Linked DNA regions of Sus scrofa: region 2 is linked to region 1. A link is a contact called in public HiChIP or PLAC-seq data. All regions are on one chromosome and are shown on one strand. The core of a region is the stretch at or near the end of the contact, and the rest is flanking DNA. Distances in the headings are between cores, read along the strand shown.

Region 1 (5,353 bases), core at 484-2,983:
CTCTCTCACACACACACACACACACACACACACACACCCCACCCCCAAGCCTCACCGACCGCAGGCCCAGGCCCCGTCTCCGCGGTTGTTGTATTTTCCCTTTGCTGAGGAATCCAAGAGGCCCCTCCACCAGCCTAACTACCCATCTGTCCCACCTGACCGTGCACTTGAGTCCCTGTCTGTTACCAGGGAGGAGTGCTCTGTGCCCCTGCGCTGAGCCGGGCCCCCTGCACCTGCTCTCATCGCTGGTCCTTCCAAGGACCCAGCTCCCCGGAGTCTCCGTTCTCCTCCAGGTCCCGCACTTGCTTGGCTCAGCCCCTCCCAGCAGCCTGCAAACGCGGGTATTCCTTACCTGCTCCTGAGAAGCTTGGGTCCTCTGGCCGCCTCTCCTTCCCCCTCGGACCCGGGTCTCCTGGGGGTGGAATTCCTGAGAAGCCTCATCCCTGCCTTTCCTGCCTCTCCTCTCACACTCTTCTCTGGTGAACTGTCCCCTGCCAGGCTTTCCGCTGCTCACCCACCCCCTCCACCCCAAGGTCCTGTCCAGGCGCCAGGCATCTCCCCCTGGGGTCGCAGCGCTTGTCCGCATTGGAGGAGTTGCTAGCCGCTGGCACCCGGAGCGCTTCCCGCGCGCGCTGAGCTTCCAGGGCACCGGCCAGTCCCAGCTCGTCCCCATTGCTCTCTCCCTCCCCTCCACCTGCCATGCTCACTGCTTTTCTTTCCAGTCCCTTGAGCGCTGGCGCCTCAAGGCGGGACCGCCTCCTCTGCCCTTTCCGGCCACACGCACTCCCTTCGAGGTCTCACCTGGTCTTGCGATTTTCTCTAGAACTTCCGCACACCAGCGACTCTCAGTTTGGACCTTCCTTGTTTGCTCGTCCACAGACCAGCTGTGGTTACTTATGCCTGGTGTCCAGAGTCACTCTCTGGAAAACCTCCTCCAAGGGGTCCTGAAAGAGCCTAGTCCTCACCCGCCACCTGCCCTCCTCAACTTGCTGTGCCCACACATCAGGCGAAAGGTGTAAGGTCCACGTCCCGGGCCTCCTAAACATATGGCAGAATCCCTCCCTGGAGGAGAAGGGAGCAGAGCAAGCAGGTTTATTAAGGCCAGAATGAAAAGGTCCTGGAATCTTTTTTTTTTTAACCAGCTTTAATTAAATTTACTTTTATTAGGGTATAGTTGATTTACAGAGTTGAGTCTATCTCTGCTGTGCAGCATAGTGACCAGTCATATGCACATTCTTCTCCTCCCGGAAAATCTTCAAAGCGCTGAACTAGATGGCAGTTTCTTCCTTTCACTTCTGAACATGAAGTGGGCTGATGTGTTGAAGAAAGTGCTAGGTTATTAAGGTTCCGCATGAAACAGAAGTGGAATGACATTCATCATTGTAGGGGGTGTGTATGTCTCTGTTTCTGTGTGTTGCTGTGTTTCTGTGTCTGTCTGTGTGTGTCTGTGTCTTAGTTCAGTGCAGGTCTTCTTAGTTTGTTACGATGCAAGTATTTCTTCACTTTTCCTTTCACAGTATCTGCAAAATTTTAACTGACATAGAATTTCATTGTTGAAAGTGAAACTGTTCTACTAATATCTAATGCTTGGTGTCAGCTACTCTCATTCTTGGAATTATTTAAAATTCCACTGAAGGTACAAATTTGAACTGAGATTTTTTTTTTTTGAGGAACTCACACATGCAGAATTGAGATCTGAAATCTGCTGGTTTATGCAGATTTACCCTAAGAAAGGAAGTTAGGGCTTGGGTTTTGCTATCATGGAAGGAAATGACTCATATCAATGCTGGTATGTAATCGGTGTCCCAAATTTAGCTTTTGTTTGAGTGTAAAACCTAACATTGACATAGGAAACTTTATTATACTAAGCTGCGCTTTTCTCGTTCCCTTTTCCTCTCTGTCAATCAATGACCACACTTTCATTAGGGACCTGTTAAGACATGTTTAGAACATAAACTAAGGTTTTGTAAAATCTGAGTCGATTTTACAAAACATGGTCACATGGGAAATATTGCACAATGAACTCAGAACAAAGGGTCTCAGAAGGACCGGATTTGGAAACAAAAGAAAGAACTCTGGATGAGGTTACAATGAGCACATTTTCTGAGCCTTCTGGAAAACGCGTATCTATTTACAACAGAAGGTATTTCAGAAGTAAAATGACTTTTACACTCTGCCTCTCTTTATTTATCGTCATGTGCTGCAGAATCATAAGGCAACTTAATACGGCCCGAAAACAGACCTCAGGGTCAAAGCCGCAAGTAAGTGTTCTTCCTGGAAACTGAGGAAAGAAACCTGGAAGTTTCCACGTATGTACATAGAGAGAGCAATTTAAAATTCCTCATTGACTTACGGTCGATGTCCACGGCTCATTCCTGACCTGCGGTCTCAGATCCCTCCACAGAGCGCAGCTGAGAAACAGAAGCTCAAGAACACAAAGGACCCTCCGTATCAGGCCAAGTCGTGCTCAGTGGGATCCCTTAGGTCACCCAGAGATGACGACAGGAGGGCACCCTGGGGGCTGGGGTCAGTGTCGGATGTGCTGGGGTCAGTGTTTGGGCTCTGGCTCTTAGGCACCTTTGTGATGGTAGTTGCTTTACAAAACGCAATTGTCAGAAATTTCCACTCAGAGCAGGGATTGTACACATAGTTTAAGCAGCAAACTTAGAAGTCCCTGTTGTGATTGCGTGCATTAAGAACCCGACATAGTGTCCATGAGGGGTATGGGTTCGATCCCTGGCCTCGCTCAGTGGCTTAAGGGTCCGGTGTTGCCCTGAGCTGTGATGTAGGTCAGAGACGAGGCTCAGATCCTGTGTTGCTGTGGCTGTGGTGCAGGCCGGCAGCAATAGCTCTGATTCGACTCCTAGCCTGGTAACGTCCATATGTCAGGTGTGGCCCTAATAAAAGACAAAAAAACAAAAATGAGTTCCCTCTTGTATCCTTGTATATCCTCCTGGCTCCGGTTTCCCTGGAGAACCCGACTCACCCCTTCAGATTGTAGCAGACTTCCTTTCTCTCTGGCTGTATGACTGGGGGCCCTGCTGCTCTCAGGCCCAGAGACAGCTGCCCTGGGTCCCATGCCACGGACCCCTGCAGCCTCCCCAAGGCCAGCCGAACAGTTTCCCTCCAGTCCAAGATCAAGGCCTGTAGGACACAGCGTCCTTCCATCTTTGCCCCACGAGGTGACTGAACCAAGAGCGTGATGACATCCATCACCTCTGCTGTGCCCGCCGGCCAGGGGCAAGTCGAGGGCCTACCCGAACACACAGGGAGGGAATTTCACAGGGCGCGGCTCGCTGAGGCACCGATGAAGGATTCCATGTCCGAGCGCACCCAATAAAGGCCAAGAGCTGCCATGGAATTTGGCTTTTAGAACATTTAGAAGTCAGAGCACCAAAATGCATGGTTTGAGTTTTCCATTCAGACTCCACAATATTTACTTTCTGATTCATAATCCAACTACTTCCTTATTGGATTATTATTATCTCATTATAATCCACAAGTTCGACGGTTCCCCCCCGCCCCGGTACTTTTTTCCTTTGTGCAGAAAACTGTTCCAAAAATAACAGTAAACACAGGGAATACACAGAAGTAGTGGCAGTGCATTGGATGAAAGGTGCGTTTCCTCTTATTACACAGGGAGAGAATTCTGTGTCCGTGGTGGATGGCTTTGGAGAAAGTGTCTCTAATAGAAACAAGTGCACCTTTGATGACTGTCGCTCAGTGAGTGGCAGGTGCTGTGGACTTACCTGTGAGCAGAACTGTGTGACCTAAGCCGTATATCCTCACTTGTGTTCTTCAAGGTCCGAGACGTGCACCTCGGGGGACGGGGCTACAGGTCGGGGGTGGGAAACCTATTCGACTCAAAAAGAAATTGTGACATGCTGAGTTTCAGGAAAACCTGACTAAAACAACAACACGATTCTGTTACACTGCACACCCGTTGGCCCAAATCTGGGGCCCCGGCAGCAGCACATGCTGGTGAGGGTGTGGAGCCACAGGAACCCCTGGTCATGGCTGAGGGGAGCCCCATGATGCAGCCACTTTGGAGGAGTTTGGCGGTGTCTTGCCAACAGACCTTTACCACAAGATCCAGGAATCTGGCTCCTTGGTATCTACCCAAAGGAGCCGAAAACGTACAGCCGCGCAACAGTCTGCACATGTGTGCTTATAGCCTTGTTTATAACTACCCAAACTTGGAAGCCATCAAGTTGCCCTTCAGCTGGTGATGGATAAACCGTGGTCTATCCAGGCAATAGAATATTGTGCAGAGGAGTTCCCATCGTGGCGCAGTGGTTAACGAATCCGACTAGGAACCATGAGGTTGCGGGTTCGGTCCCTGCCCTTGCTCAGTGGGTTAACGATCCAGCGTTGCCGTGAGCTGTGGTGTAGGTTGCAGACGTGGCTCAGATCCCGCGTTGCTATGGCTCTGGCGTAGGCCGGTGGCGACAGCTCCGATTCAACCCCTGGCCTGGGAACCTCCATATGCCGCAGGAGCGGCCCAAGAAATAGCAACAACAACAACAACAACAACAAAAAAGACAAAAAGACAAAAAAAAAAAAGAATATTGTGCAGAGCTACAAAGAAATGAGCCGTCAAGCCATGGAGAATCAGGGCAGAATCTTAAATTCCTATGACGAAGTACAAGAAACCAGTCTGAAAATGCTACACACTCTCTGATCACAAGTCTGTGACATCTAGAAAAGGCAAAGCTATGGCGACAGTAAAAAGATCAGTGATGGCTGGGGCTGGGGAGAGGGAGGGAAAAGTTGGGGAAGCACAGAAGATTTTCAGGGCAGGGAAGCCCCTCTGTATGAAATTACAATGATGTACACATGTCATTACACCTTTATCCAAACCCCCGAACGTGCAACACCAGGAGTGAACCCTAATGTCATCTCTGGTGGGGGTGTTGATATTGGGGGAGGGTACGTGGGTTTTGGGGCCAAGGAGTGAATGGGAAACCTGTGTATCTTCCTCTCGATTTTATTGTAAACAAAACTGCTCTAAAAAAATTAAATCTTGGCCTTCCCGCTGTGGTGCAGTGGGTTAAGAATCCAACTGCAGCTGCTCGGTGTGATCCCTGGCCCAGCACAGCGGGTTAAAGGATCTGGTACTGCCCCAACTGCACTGTGGGTCACAGCTGCTCTCAGATCCAGTCCCTGGCCTGGGAACTTCTTCCATATGATGGCGGTGCAGCCATGAAAAAAAATGAAATCTTTTGAGAAAACTTTTTAAGTTAAGCAGATGTCTTCCTGTCAGACGTCTGAATGACTTCAATATGCCGGTGGCTTGATGAAATCTTCAAAGATATGGCTACAGCTCTCCATAGCAATGACATTTTTTGAACAA
Region 2 (5,308 bases), core at 2,187-4,686, 270 kb before region 1:
TGCTTCCTATTACCATTTTGAAGAAACAAAGTCTTTACTGGAGGTCCCGAAATAGAAACGCACTTCATGCTCCCACCGTCTCAGAAAGATCACAGTTGGCTGAGTGTATAACGTCTCGATTATTAGTTCTTGGCAAATTTCTCTCACGGGCACTATTCTGAGGTTGTAAATGTCTACATCTCGAGTGCTGTGGCACCAAACGGCGATTTTTACATGAGGTTTCCCTGAATCAATAAAATGCCAATGCTTAAAACCACCAAGTTTTATCAGTGTGATTAGCAGCAAAACATCCCATGATGAGCTACGTGTTAGAGATTTTGTACTGGGTAAGATACAAAATGATTAAATCCAGTGACCTAGATTCTCAGCCATTTCCATTCCATGAATCCAGACCCAAATATCTGACTCTCTCCTGTCTCCATATGTTTCTCTGGCCCATACGACCAAGCTCGATTTTTCCAGCTCACTAACCTGCACCTTCAGACTCATCTGGGGGCATCCAGGTTCCAAGCGAGCATTCCCAACCTGGACATTCATCTTCCTTTGGCAAGAGAGAATGTATTTGGGGGAAACTGCATATACACGTAAAAAGCTACTAAGCATAAAATGTGAACTGAAGTACAAGGAAACAATATTAAACTCTTTCTAAAGGGGTTTGCATCACCAGTGGTCGGTGAAGGGATGTTGGGAGAACCACAGCCCAGTATCTCATTCGATATCAGTTGTCCGCTCTCATCAGGGGTACACACTATGTCTGGGAAGACGACTGAGAAATATCAAAACTAGAAATATTTTCACCTTTCTGGCTCCCTCATTCTCAGTTCCAGCTACATAAAACAGGAGGAACAAAGCTCCATGGACTTCAAACCCATTCTAATCAAAACCCCAAGTTCCCAGGCTCTACCCCTGCATCCTCTTTGACTTCAGCGAGCTCCGGAGCCGGGGTCGCTATTCATGCCCCTATTGCATTTATGGTCTTCAATTTCAGGACATTCTATGCCTCAAACTCCTCAACGGATCTCCATTGCACACACGATAAAGTCAGCCCTAAGCAGTTTGGTTTCCTTGCTTGTATTCTTTTTTTTTTTTTTTTTTTTTGCTGGACTGGTGCTGGGTTTTTTTACAAAAGATACGTTGTGTTTAACCAAATATTAACAAGAGAAAATGATGGAAAATGCAGTGCATTTAAAGAAGAAGAAGAAGAAGAAAGAAAAAAAGGCTGAGGTAGTTGGGCGCTGGGGGTCAGGCACTGGGTGAGCAGGGAGCATCCTGCAGGCCACCTGCCAGGCTCATCTCCCTCAGCTCCTGGGTGGTGGGGAGGCTGGTGATGGGGGATGGCCAAGGCATTGAGGTGGGTGGGGGGGGGTTGATGTGCCCCAAAAGAGACATCTTTCTTCCATTCACGAGTTAAATCAATTTTTTTAATAAAGATCTTTCCACACACCCAGACAAAACAGTTAAGGAATTCCAAGGAAAACTACACCCAGTGAAATTGAAAGTATTCCAAGATGATACAAAAATATCAATATGTACAACCATAATCACCCCGCCTCCGGGAACCTTTGTAATTTGGACTTTTCTTAGGCGTGTTCCTTCACTTCCAGATAGGATCTGGATCCTTATCTCCTCCTGTCAAGGCTCCAAAGTCACGGATGTGCCTGAGGGAAGATTACAGTATTCACGGTGTGTTGTTCTGATATACATGGTACATACTAATATATGTATAATATACTACACTACACATTATGCAAATATATAACACATATTGTATATATTGTATAGTATATAAATAAGACACTGAAAAAAACACTGAAGCACATGTAAATTTGAAGGTAGGTGTGTCCTCCGTGTAAACTATGATGTCACTTTCATGCACAGGGGACAATGACAAAGCTAACGTGTGTGTGTGTGATTTCCAGGAGGATGGAGTCATAGGGTCCCTTTGAGTCGAGGCACAGGGGCGCCTCGCAAATCCAGAGGTAGACTCTGGAGGGAAAATGCCAGGTGGAAGCGGTGATTTCCAGGCACACCCCTTGACCTGGATAAGGAATTACAACCAGGATTTTCCTTGTGTTTTACCGCTGTGAAAAAAACTGTGGGGATAAGCTATTTTTGGCTCTCATTTGCAAATAAAATATCACACGCCGACACTGCCAAAAATGAATCTTTCTGAAAGCTATGGCATAATCTGATTTTATTTTAGTTTTGCTTTACAGGGCCGCACCTGCAGCACATGGAAGTTCTCAAGCTAGGAGTCAAATCAGAGCTACAGCCGCCGGCCTACACCACAGCCATAGCGACTCGGGATCCGAGCCTCGTCTGCCACCTACACCACAGCTCATGGCAATGCTGGATCCTTAACCCAGGGATCGAAGCCACAGCCTCATGGATACTAGTCGGGCTCTTAACGTGCTGAGCCGCAGTGGGAACTCTTATGGCATAGTCTTAAGGGTCATCAACAAACCAGTTTTCTTGCCAAATGCAGCGGAATTAAGGTGAAGAAAACACATTACTTTAAAAGAAAGCAATGGAGAGAGGCAGCAGCCTAGCTGTGACACTGCCCCAAGCTTCACGGTGTGGGCATGTCCCTTTCATCGACCTGCTCCTCCCCTGAGACACGAGATCCATAATATTCCTCCCTGGCCCTCCTGGGGCCCGCACTGGTGAGAGAGAGCCTCACTGAATATTTCATGGGAATCTGACTTTCCTCTAGGGCTTGGGCCTATTTTCTTCTGGCTTATTTACAGCTTTGCTCTGGTGCTAAAATATGTTATGGATAGCCATGTAATGGGTACTCTCTCTCCTCTCTTGGCAGTTTGATAAAATGACTTCAATTTTCTCACTGGTTCCTCTCCAGAGAGAGGCAGAATAATTGGTACCCAAAGACTAGTCCAGTCATGGTTACGCTTTAAAAAAGAGAACAAACAGTAATAGAGAAACTATTAACTCTGCAGATATGAAATATTAGAATACATCATTTTATCATCTCATTTAATGAAAATGGGAAAATGGAACCTAATCTTTCACTGTTCGACAATAAAAAAAACAAACCAAAGGAAAAAATTCTATTCACACAACTAACAATGATATAGATGAAAGACTCGCCTGGATTTTTCCTAATATGGCAGAGTTTCAAGGCAAAGGACTCAAAAAAAAAAAAAAGAAAAAGGAAAACCCCATATGGTGCTGAGGATGGAGGGTCAAATTCCTAAGTTATCATTTAAAAGATAAGCTCTGTGAGGCCCGTGGGAGTTTTATCCCCTTTAACCACATATATGTGAGCGGTTATTATGGTGTGGTTTTGTCGAGGGAACTTAGCAACGAGATAAAATAACAGCTGTATATTTTGCAGAGAAGTTTGCTTAGGAAGGCAGTTGCCATGGGAACGCCTGGCAATAGCGATTTGATTTTGTGTCGAATGAAAGCGATGAGTTTACTTTGTCTCCGTTGTTTTCCTCCCCCTGGCAACTTCTGGAGGAAAGAGAGAAGGCTAAGTAGCCTTTTCCAGAATTTGCATATTAAAAAAGCAATCCACTTCATTTTTGAATAGACGGGGAGAAGACTCTATGGACAAGCGCTCGAATCATGTACTTTACACCAACAAATACGTATTGTGTAAATTTACTGTATTTCAAAAGCGCTCAGACGGCCTCCGCTTTGTTCGGTAGTCCCACTTCACTCCGATGAGTCACATTCAATAAGTCCTCAGAAATGTGCCCAAAATAGTTGCAGCTGGGAGATAAAAAAAAAAAAAAAAAAAAAAATCTTATGAATGAGCAAAAACGAAGTGAATTATACGCCGCGGGGAAGTCTCTCAATGAAAAAAATCTGGTAAACAGACGCTGGGGTGGGGGCACGGGAAACAGATGCTGACTGATAAGGATTTGCTTATTTTACCAGGGAGACAGGGCATGGCGGCGCTGAGGCTCCAGTGAGGGTTTCGTGGGCTGTTTTCTCCCTGCAGGTGGCAGGGCTTCCGTGAACTGAAATATGGGCATCAAAAGATGACATGCCCCTCACCCCTGAGAGACGTGGGGCAGTCATTTCTTTCATTCAGATGGAGGAATTCAAGATGGGCAGGAGTCACAGACGCCTGCAGAAGATGGCTTTACCGCACAGCCCTGGAAGGTCCACCTTCCAAGGCCAGGGTCGGGTGTCACCAAGGAGGGAACAAAAGCCAGTTCACACTCTCTCCGGAGCACATCCTTTGCCCTCGGCTTCCATGTCAGGCCTCCTCCCCGAGAAAGCCTATTTTCAGATGACCGGACAAAGTGACAGCAGATCTGCCATCTCTAGGGATTGCCTGTTGTGTCCGGGTGTAGAGAACGATCATTTCCCAACAGAGTCAAAATCTGTTTGTTTCAAGTAAGCTCAGAAAGCCTATGGAAAGTCAGAGAGACAAGGAACAGATTTATTTTTAAAGCAGAGTCATTAGAAAGACAAAGAAACTGGAGGCTTCTGATCTTCATTATTTTCGAAAGCTGTGAGGCCTCTCTCTAGCTGTCGGAGCTTGGCTTTCGCTTGGAGAAGGAAGAATGGCCCTTGCACTTAGCCCTTCACCTTTCTTGGCTGGTGACTAAGTCAGCAGTCTTGGGGGATACACGGAGAACTCTCTGAATGCATTCGGTGGAAGCTGAGTCTTGGTGTTTTCAGGGCTGCTTTGACAATGTAAAGCCGCTTTATAGGAAAGCCGGTCCTGTTTTGACCAGGAGGCTTTGCCTGATGGTGCATTGCTTCTGGCCTGTCTCTGAGCAGCTCGGAGCAAGCCAGCCTGGAACAGGAGAAGGGGACCTTCAGAAGACTTTGCAAGAGTTAATGTTTATTTCACACGCATCATGCATCCCACACTGTGACTTTTGAGCATGACTTGACATTCACAAAACAACACTGGGAGGTCAGCACTCTTACTGTTGCCACGTTAGAGGCAGAGACGCCGTACAACCTGCCCACGTTCTCCAGGTGGATTCTTTTAGGAGCCTGGGCTGGGTCCTGAGCCGGTTAAAAGGCTGCAAGGCGCTCTCACCGCCCACGGGTCGGAGGTCAGCTGGGCCATCCTCCAGCTCCTCCTGCCTCTGACCACAGAAAGCGCAGTGCACAGCCAGCGACCTCTGGGGCTTGTCCCAGCTCACTCCCCAATCCGTCTTTTTCCATATACTTCTTTTTATTTCGTTTTCCTGCTGATCTGGAACCTACTCAGCTATCTGGAATTGTCTTGAAATGCACTCATGGCCTTGACTAATTTGACTATTGACAACCTTGTTTTAAAATTATCCCCATCTGGAGTTCCCCTTGGGGCTCAGTGGTTAAC

Evidence for each region. HiChIP or PLAC-seq counts read pairs in DNA pulled down with a chosen protein or histone mark.
Region 2: a contact with region 1 is called in an H3K27ac HiChIP or PLAC-seq map of skeletal muscle. The contact joins two enhancer-like sites. A contact is called at or near these places in 2 of 47 Hi-C or Micro-C datasets (embryonic fibroblasts and fetal heart ventricle) and 1 of 2 datasets of contacts at active chromatin or transcription factors (skeletal muscle).

Annotation. Positions count from the first base shown.
Region 1 is chr10:66,225,683-66,231,035 of Sscrofa11.1, forward strand. No RefSeq gene overlaps it. Among named protein-coding and RNA genes, the nearest start is that of KLF6, 260 kb to the right of the region's middle. Within about 2 kb of position 1,734, at least 39 of the 83 cell types and tissues checked have an H3K27ac peak or open chromatin away from gene starts, as enhancers often do. A contact at or near this core is called in skeletal muscle, where this site is marked.
Region 2 is chr10:65,954,080-65,959,387 of Sscrofa11.1, forward strand. No RefSeq gene overlaps it. Among named protein-coding and RNA genes, the nearest start is that of AKR1E2, 260 kb to the left of the region's middle. Within about 2 kb of position 3,437, at least 32 of the 83 cell types and tissues checked have an H3K27ac peak or open chromatin away from gene starts, as enhancers often do. A contact at or near this core is called in skeletal muscle, where this site is marked.